Linked DNA regions of Zea mays: region 2 is linked to region 1. A link is a contact called in public Hi-C data. All regions are on one chromosome and are shown on one strand. Each heading gives the region's core, a stretch centred on a gene start, on an enhancer-like site or on the middle of the called end of the contact. The rest is flanking DNA. Distances are from core to core; before and after follow the strand shown.

Region 1 (6,002 bases), core at 3,220-5,719:
GCAGCTATCGGTAGCAAGCAACCATGCATGCCTGGAGCAGGAATCACGAACCTGGATCTCATACTCTCCCAGATGAGCAGGATGAGAAACCAGATTCCCAGTGGCGGTGTAACTCAGCCACCAATAGGCGCCGAGCCAAGTGATAGATGGCTCAAGCGCCTGCAGCTCGGCGTACCAGACCCTGACGTCCTTGGTTCCAAGACCAAGAGGCCAAAAGTCGGAGACAGTCCTCCGCCACCCAGGCAAATAAACCGGTCCTTTGACGTGGCACTCCCTTGCAACCCAGGAAAACAGGAGGAGCAGAGCTTGAATGGAGGGGGGAAAGTGCAGGGAAGAGCCCCCCCGATTCCAGAGAAGAGCGTCAATCGCTGGATAGGGAGATGGTGCCAGGGCGGCACTCCTGTTTTCCGTGAAGGCCCAGGCCAGGGAAGGCAGGCAACGAAACCTGCTGGCCGGTTGTCCGAGGAGCTTGAAGGACAGTTCTTTCCAAGCACTGCGGCGATGGCGATGATGGGGCGCGCGATGCACAAGCTCCGGCCGTGCGAGCAGCAGCAGAAGGGGCCATTCGTGGTGTGGAAGATAGATTGACCTTTTTGGGTGTGATATACTTGTTTCTTTAAAAAAAATAAAATGTAAGGCAACTATGCATTTTGCCTGGCTGTGGCTCATGGTTTATTGCTTTCTGGTAGTGGAAGTAGCTAGGTGTAGTGCCTACTGATTGTGTAATGCTTTGCTGTACCAAAAGTGTAATACTATACTGTTTACTGTGTCGTTCGTTATGGTGATGTACACCATGGAGTAATCGAATGGGACAGACGAATGAACTGGAACTGGAAGGTGAGCATCATCAGCATGTCGCTACTTTGTTGGCTGCTTGCCTCGATCCGCCTCTATGTAGTTGCACCGGCCACATTTTGCAACTTCGCTCACAGCTGACATGCGCTCCATTTGATTCCGCGTCCCGTCCAGCGCTGCTACCTTTTCGTCGCGCTGCTCGGCGCGTCCATGGTGCCGTTCTCCGTCGTCGGCTAGCCGTCCGTGCAGGTAGGTGCACGCCAGCCGACAGCCGGACCGGGTGCGCGCTCACCGGCTTCCTGCTGTCGTTCGCCCAGGTGCCGAATGGGCCACCGGATGGGCTTCGAAGCTGGGCCGATGCATTGGCCGCTGCTGCTTACTGCTAGCTTGTGGAAACGAAGAGGAAAGCTGCTGCTGGTGCTTGCTCCATAAAGAATAGAACCCGCAAGTGGTGGTCTATGTGGAACTTTTATATGTTTTTTTATAAGCACCCAAAGTGCTGTGCTGCACTTTTGCAATTGTCTGTCCATATATAATATAATTCTGCTCCTTGTAGCTGAACTACATTTACATCGGTTTAACAATGACGCTGATTACATCTGTTATCAGAATGAAGCACCTTGGAGCTGTCAAAGTTGAATATCCTACTTTATATTTCCATTGATGAAGGTACGTACCTTATACTCTAGCTTGGATGCTATACTATGCTGGTGCCAATGCTTTGCTGCTTGTGGGCTTTAGCCACAATGGCAGACATGGAGAATAGGAGTTGTCAGGCAATAAAAGAAAAAAAATGAGGACAAGCATTCAGAAACCTTTTTTTTTAGATTCAGATTCCAGCAAGTGGATAGGATTGCAATTTTGCAAGGCCTTAATTTTCTACCGCTTCCTGACCACATGATAGATAGGTGGAATATGGCATAAAATGCTACGCAACAGATATTTTGGCTTAAGCCTCTTTCATAGACTCAGTGATAGAAGTAGGGGCTTACACTTTTGAGTTTCTTCATCTGGAACAAGGTCTTGCAATGTATTTTACATTTGACATGGATATTTTACATTTGATTACATGCTAGATGCGACCTAAAGCAACAAATTTGTCTTTTTAGTACACATCCAGGCGAATTAGTGTAGGACCCTCACATCCACATGTTACTGGGACGACTAATTCTTCCTCATCCTCAGGAAGCTAACTAATGTGATTCTCGGAGGAAGACCGGTGACATGCCTCTTCTTGATGGTGGTGCTCTTCCATGGCTTCCCGTCCCTTACACTGCTTGTGGTCATTGAGGTTACGTTATAGAACTGCAAACAGACAAACCCTGATCAAGACCACTACTATTTTTAAGAGCAACTAAATTCTTTAGCATAAAACTGTTGGGTTTTATCGGACATGGGAACATAGTCACCTCACAAACACCGTGCAGAAGCAGCCTCTGGAACGGGTCCTGGACATTCAGCACAAGCACGTCGCTGTCACCAGTACCTTCAATGAAGGCCCTAACCTGTTCCTGCAAACATGAAACGCAAAAGCTGATAGTATAAACAACTGACACGCCAAGTCAAATAGACTGGAAGAGAAGTTGTTAGCAGTGGCATAAGAAAACTGCAAAACTGATGCCAACTTTTGAAGACAGGAAAAATATTTACACAAGGTGGAAACAAGGGCAGCAGACAAAGAGACCCACAATGCACCTTTTCTGAACATTATTTTCCAAACAAAACCTAGGCATCATACAGATATAAGTCATAACAACGACATCTTTGCTTTTATAAGCATAGCACTAAATTGATATTGTCGATACTGTAAATTTAGAAAGCTATTCAATAAAATTTATCCTGTCTCATAGACTTCGCATAATATTGAGGCTTGAAACTACAAATAACAAATTAGATGTGGTATGCATGATGAATTAGCATGTGCGAGAAAGATAGCAGATTCAGATATATATAAATACATAACCAAGAACTCTCATGTCTTGTTTGCAAGAAAAACAGATTAGCTTTCATCAAATATTATCACTTCAATCAATTGTGGAGGAGATGAAGAGAATGAGCCTGGTTTTTATGGAAAAAGAGGGGGTTAAACTAAAGCAAAGAAGGCAATACTTCATATATTTGAAGTAGATCAGGTAGAAATTTTTTCTTAATAGCTTCTCTTGTTTGGCGACCTATACGACGCCAAGCATTCAGAGCAATCAATTCATCTTCGTCGACATGAGTCCTTTGTTTTTCGGATGATCGTTTCATGTGTTGCATCAATCTTGCCTGCAAATAAGAATAAGTTGCTTTAGTATGGCTGGTCCATAACAAGTGCATGTGACTGTTCTGTGATATACAGATATCGCTTCTCATTGTGCATTTCACTAAATTATATAGTGAACAATGATGAACAGAATGCGGCTAGCAGGACTGGCTCTACACACCTCAGCATCCATGTCGATGCTCCTGAAGGCCTCCCAGTCACTAACACTTGTCCTGCAGAATGCTGACAAGGGCAGCTCCTCACCTACATAATCATTGTAATATACATATGAGCTTTTCCTCAAAAAAGAAGAAGGAAAAGATGACATGTCATATGCATATAAGAATTCTCTTTAAATGATATAAATAGAAGAACAACAAGATATGCACGAGGACACGAATTTCCAGTACTGCAGTACTTGTGAGCATTTAACATGGACATGTTTTAACTTCAAGAGAAAGAATGTTGTCTCTTTATGATTTTGTGAACATAGTCTATAGCTTTTCTAGCATACAAGGGGCAATCGCAAGCAGTTAGTACAAATAGTTAAAGAACATTTGAACTGCGAAGCATAGAAAAAGCATGCTTTTTTAAAAAAATACTGGAGCAGTATTCGGAGCATACCCCATGGTGGAGGAGCAAAGAGGCCTTTGATTTCTTCAACATGAAGGCGTGGGACAAGCTCAATCAGCAAGCGGTCGTTCAACCATCTTCTTGATCTCCGGTTGCTGACCTGAGTGATATAACATTGCAATGTGTAAAGCATTGACCTGCAGACCCCTAACACACATCACAACAAGTCTGATATTACACCAGAACTACTACTTGCATGAGAGCATTCAGGCATGACGAAAAGGAAAAAAAAAACGAAAAAAGGGCAGCAAGGCGTAGAAGGCAGCAGGAACGACCTTGGTGGCCATGTCCTCGAGGGATTCAATCTTCCTCTCAATCACCTGCGAGCGCGACTTGACGCCGTCGCCTGCGTTCACGCAGCACTAAAATAAGGGGCGGATTTGGGGGTTGAGCTCGACATGTGAGCATCGAAAGAGGAGTTTTTTTTTCCTTTCGGGTAAAGGGGATGGGCGGGTTACCTTTTGCGGAATCAAAGAGGGAGGAGTAGAACTCCTCCTCCTTCCGCAGCAGATCGGCGCTCGCCATGGCTGGAACCTTCCAACGGGAGAAGCCTCGGTCTGGTCTTGCACTGCCGACGCGGTCGCCGGGGCCGCCTCACGCGAAGGAGAGGGCAGGCTGGTGGATGCAAGGTCGCGCCGGGCGGCGGAGGTGTGCGGCCTGGTGGAGGGGACTTGGGTTGGGGCAGGATCGGAGGATTGGAGCTTGGAGAGATTCCTCTTCCGACTTGCGTTGCGAGCGGCGACCGGCGACCGGCGAGAGGGCGGTCGTGAGCAGGCAGGAGAAATTCTCTACTCGCGTGTTCGTCTCTCAATGAAAGTGGGCCGCACGTTCAATGGGCCCGCAAATGTAAGTGAGAGAGTTTTTGTGGCCGGTTGATCGGCGGATACGGAAGGGAGGAAGGATATGCGGATCTGTTGCGGATCAGCCTATGCTGCCGTCACTCGTGTCCTCTCCTCTTGAGCACCCTCCAATCAACCATGTGCTAACCTTATTTGGCTAAATTTTCTTTGTTCGTGCGATTTTTGTCATTATCTTCTACCACCTCGGTTCTCAAATGTTTTTTATCATCCGGTAGGTAATTTTTAAACTAAAACTCGACACATAGAAAATAACAGAAAGAATATATATTAAAGGGTGTTTAAATATAGTAGAACGAGTTAGTTGGTTAAAAAACTGCTAGTTGAATAAGCTAGCCAACTAACTAATTTACTAAAAGTAGTTAATATTTAAACTATTAATTATAATGTTTAGATATTTTTAGCTAATGTTAGCAGCTAACTACATTCAAACATGGCCTAAATGTCTGGCCCTAACTCGCAAGGCAAGGTATCCACGTCCTATGTATATGGATTATCTGATCCCAAACAAACAACTTTAGATGTGAGTTAAAAGCGTCGGTCCACAGACGCATAGAGACAACTTTCATGCGGCCGCTACCAGGCTCTTTGCACCACTGCTTGTGATAGCAACCCGTCAAGCAGGGGCGGATTCAGGCCTATGGTCACTAGGGCCCAGGCCCTACTCTTGGACGGACTAATTGTGTAATAACAACCCAAAAATATGAATAGTAACCGAACAACCCAACTAGCAAATGTGGCGGGCTGGCGGCTGCTCGCCTGCTCCTCTGCGGAGGCGCCGGGCGCCGGGGCACGGTCACGCGGACTAGGAGCCGAGCAGGGGCAGCCGGCCTGCACTCCCGCCGGCCCAAGGGCCGCACGCGGGCGAGGCACTACGGGTCTGCGGCAAGCTGGCGAAGTGGCGAGCAGGAGCAGGAGCAGTCGCAGCCGCACATACACCGTGCAGCAGCCAGCAAGCAGCGCAGGCGCAGCAGGCGCAACCCGACAACCTATGGTGAGCCTCGCGTTTCCAATTCCATGGTTTGTGCTTGTTGTTTGACACCGAGAAAATTATGTTGTGTCTAGAAAGTTTCATAATCCATAGTGATTAGTGTTACAATTACAGTGTACAATATGAAGAGAGTTCGAACAATAACATCATTTTATCAAGTCACGTCAAATCAAGAATCAAATGAAATCATTCAAGACGTACAAATTGGGACTAATTTGGATGAAAATGAAAACAATCAAGAATCACTAGATGTTGGGACTACACAAAATAATACGGAATCAATAGATACTGAGATTGGGACTGATGCTAGTCAAAATGTGCAAGGTAATCCCAATGTTATGTTCAATCAAAATAATATTGTTGGTGATCATAGACTTCGAAAACCAATTGAAGAGTTAGATGTGAACATTCGAGATATTGTTAGAAGAGAGTATTTATTGTTATGCCCTTGTCAACCAAAATGTCACATATTTCCCAAGAA
Region 2 (6,211 bases), core at 2,061-4,560, 620 kb after region 1:
GTTTGTATAAGATAGCCGAAGGTTCCTCTTCGTAAAGCTTCGGCATTGCCAACCGACTTAAAGATAGAATGACCTTTTAGTCCATAAATGTCTGAGTCAATGTTGTAAGTTTTTATAAGGGGCATACTTGTAATTCCTCACAGGCTGCGTCCTGTGCCTATAAATAGTGAACAGTATTCCGTTACTGTTCACGCATTCTGATTTTTGCAATCGCATCTCTCGGAATACAACCTTTGTCAAGGCATAGGTATTATTGTATTTAATGATTCAATGTATTAAGTGAATATGATATAATGTATCTGTGAAACATTTATCCATTTTATACCTTTTATTTTGTATTATCTTACAATGTTTATTGAAAGTTTATTACGAAAGTTCAACTTCGTAATAAGACTTTTATCAACCTTCGTCCTAGACCCATTATCCTCAAAGGAATAATGCTTCACGGACGAAGGACAGTATCATTTAACATTTTATGTTGCCTTGTTCTTAATTCATAGCATTTGAGAACAAGTCCCCAACATTGGCGCCCACCGAACAATAGACACTTGGCGAAGGATCGTGATCGTCTCCTGGCACTTGGCGGGCTTGTCAGCCGTTGCGAGGATCTCTGAGCTCTGCAGTGAATGATGTTGATATTGTGAGTTCAGTTCCTGATGGTGTACTGATAACTATAGACAGACACAGTAACTTAACTTACTGTTGCTAAATGACTTTCCTCTTGCGCTGCCCGACGTTCCACATTTGCCTCAGAAGCAGGGCTATATGATCAAGAACATACATAAAAAAATTGTTGACAACATTTTTTTAAAAGTGACGAATACACGTAGCAGCATATAAATCTACCTTTGCATCTCACAGTATGTCGCCGATTTTCTCCTTGAAAGGATACTACTACCATCCTGCTGTTGTAGGGCATGTATGAGTTCTATATCAAGCTTCTGCAGATGATTGGTCGCCGTAGTCTAGCTTTCAATTGACTGAATTGGTTCTTCATCTACATCTGTCTGAAAAGCTGAAGTCGCTGCTTGTTTAGCGCTTTCAGTATCATGCGTACCGTCGATGGTAACTGCACCTGATGGCTTAGCTCCATCAAAATCCTCTGTATCACGGCTCATAGTGTCGGTCTGATCTTGATTCGAGAAGCATTGGCTCACTACGTACTTTAGGATGAGGCAGACCTCGTCTACAAACTTTCCAAGGTCACATTTCCCTTCTAGTAGCTCATGACGGACCTGAACCAGTCGCTCGAAGCGGCGAGACAGCTCAGACTTGTCGTGCGACAGCGCTCTTGATCTTGCGACATCGTCTTCTCGTGAGAAATTTAGAATTTTGCCATTATGGCAAATGGGTTTCGCCGCTTTGCCACCATTTTAAGGGGCTTCTCTTATATGTCATTATCAAAAAAGACGCATATGTTAAAATGCTTTTTCGCAATTTAATAACGAAAAATCGATTAGAGAAGAATAGCCTTCTCCGCTTCTCTTTTTCTCACTGGTGAGACCATCAGCCAACCACCACCGACGTTGTCCAAAGCAAACTCAGCACGCTGCTGCTATTCGTCAGTGCTCTGGTTAAAGTTAAGCGCATAGCTCTGGTAGTCGTAGTTGAAGGTCCCCAGCTGTTGCTTCCACCGCCGCGTGACGCCACTCCCATGTTGAGCGTTGCACCGTCATCGTCCGGGACGTTGCCACCCTGCACAATTTTCACCTCGCTCATGTCTTTTGTCGTCTGGTCTTCATTGTAATCGCCATTTGGAACTCCCTCTTCTCTGGCGTCGCTGCTCGTGGCGTGCTGCTGCTACGACCAAGGCCACTGTGGCAAGCCCGCTGCAGTCAAGAAGAGAAGATATGTAGCCGCGTCGGTCCCGAGGACGGAGGTAGAGGTGGTGTGCTGTTCGGCTGGAGGTAGACGAAGGAAGATTATATCCAATCAATTTTTCGTTTTATTGAATTGCGAAAAAGGCATTTAAGCATATGGGTCTTGCTTGATAATGGCATATAGGCTAAGCCCTTTAAAATGATGGCAAAGTGATGAAACCCATTTGCAATAATGGCAAGGTTCCAAATTTCTCTCTTCTCCTGCATATGCCGCCTGTGCGTGTGTGTCGATGGTAACTGTTTGTGTGGGAAATTACTAAAAAAAGTTGTTTGTGCGGGAAAGAAGAAAAAAAAGAACTAACGTTAAAGGCGGACCGTGTGTCTTGTGTTGTGGCGCAGGGCACCAGCAGCAGTGGGCGCTCCCCTTCGTCGGCGCCGGGCAGGTCAGGCCGCCGTCGCAGCAGGCGCCACCGGATAGGAAGGGCCACAGCGGAGGCGGGGTCATGGATTCAGGCTCCAGATCCAGTGGCGGAGCCAGGTTCGACGACGAAGACAGCCTCACCACGCGTCGCGAGGTCTCCTCCTCGCTCCAAGATACCTCAATTCCACTCAATCTATGCGAAATTCATTCTCCTCTCTTGCTCTTGACTCCAGCGAACGATGTGAAAACTCGATCTTTATCTCGACTTTTGACAATTTCCACCTGGATCATGGAAGTGCCACGAGAGATGGTTCAGATGTACCGAGTGGCCAGTCTGCGAGCAGCGATTTGAGCCCCGGCCTTCCCCGTTCGCTTCATGCTTCCATGTACAGCGCAAGAGCAGGGGAGAGCGCGGATCGAGGCCGCAATCCTGTCTGCGAGCAGTGATTCCCGTCTGCGAGCAGCGATTTGAGCGCCGGCTTGCCTTCCATGTAGAGGGCGGGAGCAGGTGGAGCGTGGAGCGGATCGAGCGACGTTGGCGAGGAGAGAGCAAGCAGATCCCGTCCACGAGCAGCGATTTGGGCGCCGGCTTGCCTTCCATGTAGAGGGCGGGCGAGCAGCGATTTGGGCCTCGGCTTGCCTTCCATGTAGAGGGCGTGAGCAGGGAGAGCGCGGAGCGATCGAGCGGCGATGGCGAGGAGAGAGCAATGGCGCCGATGGGATCTACGGTGAGAGCAGGGAGAGCGCGGGCAGCCAGCGGGGCATGCTTTACCAAAGATTTGGGTAGACGCCCTCGCGTCTACTCTTATAGAGTAGCAGAGATTATACGGTAGAGTGAATAAATAATGCTTGACTCTTCCGCTCCGTTGGTTTCCCGGCTACTCGTGCGCTCCGTGTACTCCGGTGCGCGCTCGGCACGGGCGGCAGAGAGACGTGTGGGCGAGGGGACACGGCGGCCACTCACATAGTCACATCACCAACAGTGGCCGAAACGGCGGGATCAGAACAGATCGCGGGCGGCACGGGCGCCCACACCGCCCACCAAAGCCGGCCCGGCCCCCGTCCCGCCCACCGCGAGCGAGCCCCCAGTGCCCTCCACGCGCGTGCGCCGTCGCGCTCGGGGTCGAAGGCAGGGCCCCCGCCCGCACGCGCCGCTCGCCGTGTCGCGCGCCGGGCCGCGGACGTGGACCGCGGTTGAGTGCCCAATGATTGGCCTTATTTTACTCCCCGGCTGGCCGTTGCCCCCACGTTCTCGCGCCCCCATCGGCCAGCCATCCCCATCCCATGCTCCCTCCCCATCCGTTCCGGCCCTCGCGCCTTTTTTCTTTCCTCGTCCGCCGCCGCCGGTGCGTTCGCCGATTCGATTCCAGCGCCGCGCGCGCGGCCCCCGCCTTTTCTTTATCCCGGGAAGGAGAAAAAGCACACACCAGCACGTCACGTTGTTGCCTGCCACGCGCGGACGGACCGAGATTTTCCGAGAGACGGACGAGACGAGAATGGATCGAGCCGCAAACAACGCATGCATGCAGCCAAAAGCGCGTTACGTTACGTTACGTGCTCCTGACGTATGTCGAGGCGTGGAACGACAGGAGCATGCAAAAGCACTGCATGTTCGCATCGCACGCGGCTGACTGCTCGTTCGTCGCGGCGCGTGCCTACGTCGTACGTGGGTGGTGGTGGTCGACGTCGGCGGCCCCCACCGCCGATCGGAGCTAAGAACAGCTGACAGCCACGCCGCCGCGTCATGGAAAGGCGACGGCCGAGGACGGACGTTGCTTGCGCTGGCCGCGGGCGTGGCAGACATGTATGATGGACACCTTTCAGTACACAGATTTTGCCGATCATGAGTTCAGCAACACAAAAGCCTCTCGATCGATAATCTATATACCTTATCTGCTAGGTTGTTTTCCACGCTCAAAGATCTCCAACTCTCGAAGCAACAACAGGTCCACAGCCTCTTCGCGTGCACATATACATTCCCGGCCGGCACCAAACGGAGAGAAGAAGAAGAATGAGAAAAAAAAAAGGAAGCCTCCCCTTTTGTTTTTCTGATGGTCGGTCGCTAGCTGAAAAACCACGCTCTTTTCCCACCGTACCTCCCCGTCCGTCATGCGAGAGCATGCTAAGAGCAACTCCAATAGTTATGTAAATTTTAGGTCTCTAAATCATAGATTTAAGAAGTTGCTAAATGATTTTGAAGTAAAAAAATGTGAGTTCTCCAATAGTTTTTTAAATATAAGTTGTAATTTTGTTTTGTATTTATCCACATAAAAAATAAGTCACAAAAACTATATAATGCAGTCAACATTTTTGTTTAGAGAGTTGTTAAATGGTTGCCAAATGTAGAGAGAAAATGAGGTTAGATGACAAATTGTTAAATTTAGAAAGTTCGTTTAGAGAACTGTTGGGGAATAGTTTTTATGTTAACTACCTAAATTATTGATTTAAGAAGTCTTTTAGAGAACTACTGGAGTTGCTCTAATGCATGCATGCAGCATGCATCCTAAAGTCGATCACCTACCCGGCCGGAATACAAGAGGACGCACACAAACACGTCCGCAGCCTCAGTGGCCAGCAGGCAGCAGCAGCCCAGACGCACTAACAGCAGGCAGCAGCCTTCAGAGTCCGAGAAGAGTGTGCAGTGTGAGAGAGAATCTATCAAACTTGACCACCAGCGGAAATAAAGCCCTTTGTCCAGTCAGTGATAGGGACTGCTCTTTTCAGTCCTGCGCGCGGCCGGGCTTATGTAATATAATATGGTCCATGCATATATGCGATGCAACATAATCTATATGGATGCAAGCATACCCAGGAGTGGATATCTCAGGCTCGAAACGACGCTAGCCACGCATGTTTATCCATGCATTGCTGGAGGGTGTGTCTGATCGAGACGCACCAATAATCCATGCAATGGTATCTTCAACACGATCCATGCTTCGCTGCTAAAGCATTATGCATGCATGCATGCCCGATTGTCCACGCACGCTGAACACCCTGCCCACTGCCCTAGTCTCAGCCACGGCCTCGCACACAGGGCACACTGGGCACAGGCCTTGAGTTCCTTCCTTCGTCCTCTTCTTTCCGAAGCAAGTAGCGGTGACTGCGAGCTGTGTCTGTGTGGGATCATGGCTTTAAATTTGTCCGCCGCGCAGGAGGAGAGACGAGCCCATTGTTTCGCGCCTCTCGAGACCTGCAAAGAAGCCATACACTAGTACACTGCACACACACCAATGCAACCATCCATCCATTTTCCATAATTCGATCGAGGCGTCTGCGTCGTCTCCCTACTCTCTCCTTCCTTATTCTGCGTGCCGGTGTCGTCGTCCTCTCCTCCACGGACGGCATACAGTGGGGCGCCATTTCGCGTGAAAGTCATCAAAACTGCCTGTAAATTAACAAAAAAAAAAACTCCCACCCTTCTCTCCTACCATGGTGAGAATCCTATTCTTCTACGCCACACACACAACACACCAGTGTGGCGCTTTTGGGGGGAATCATTAACAATGCAAAGCAAGGATAACAAAGTTGCATAACACTGGGACCGTACTGCCGGCCGTTTCCTCTGACAATGGTCACACGCGTGCGTGCTGCTGCCTCTACTTTGCATGCTCGGAATGGCTAGAGAGAGAGAGAGAGAGGAGGAGGAGGAGGAGGAGGAGGAGGAGGAGGAGGAGGAGGAGGAGGAAGAAGAAGGAAGGAAGGAACTGACTGAAGCTTCCACGGCGAGCTGCATAGTGTCACGCACATGGGAAAAACTAAGTGCGGTTAAGTTGGTGCCTAACCGCACCCCGGCCCTTTAACAAACCCTAACCCCTACTACTAATTATTTCGAGAGATAGAAGCTACAGCACTGACGAGCCAATGCATGCATTTTCCTTAACCAAGTGATGAGCCACAAACAAGCAACAGTCGTATTTACATTTTTTTTCCTTTCCCATCTCTCACATTACATTTTATGCCTTGTTCGGTT

Evidence for each region. Hi-C and Micro-C count contacts between places; a contact is called where the count stands out from the background.
Region 2: a contact with region 1 is called in a Hi-C map of bundle sheath, with 2.7 times the contacts expected there. The contact joins the enhancer-like site here to the promoter of LOC100272960 in region 1. A contact is called at or near these places in 2 of 25 Hi-C or Micro-C datasets (bundle sheath and ear).

What each region holds. Positions count from the first base shown.
Region 1 is chr8:67,038,402-67,044,403 of Zm-B73-REFERENCE-NAM-5.0, forward strand. It overlaps LOC100272960, which reads right to left and starts at 4,470. Exons shown (of 7, transcript NM_001147412.1): 1 at 4,132-4,470; 2 at 3,949-4,019; 3 at 3,665-3,773; 4 at 3,222-3,304; 5 at 2,905-3,063; 6 at 2,205-2,306; 7 at 1,742-2,100. The coding sequence starts at 4,198. The coding sequence ends at 1,960. It overlaps LOC103635300, which reads left to right. Exons shown (of 5, transcript XM_008657789.3): 5 at 1-830. The coding sequence ends at 588.
Region 2 is chr8:67,655,686-67,661,896 of Zm-B73-REFERENCE-NAM-5.0, forward strand. No RefSeq gene overlaps it. Among protein-coding and RNA genes, the nearest start is that of TRNAD-GUC, 8.6 kb to the right of the region's middle. Within about 2 kb of position 3,311, at least 20 of the 20 cell types and tissues checked have an H3K27ac peak or open chromatin away from gene starts, as enhancers often do. A contact at or near this core is called in bundle sheath and ear, where this site is marked.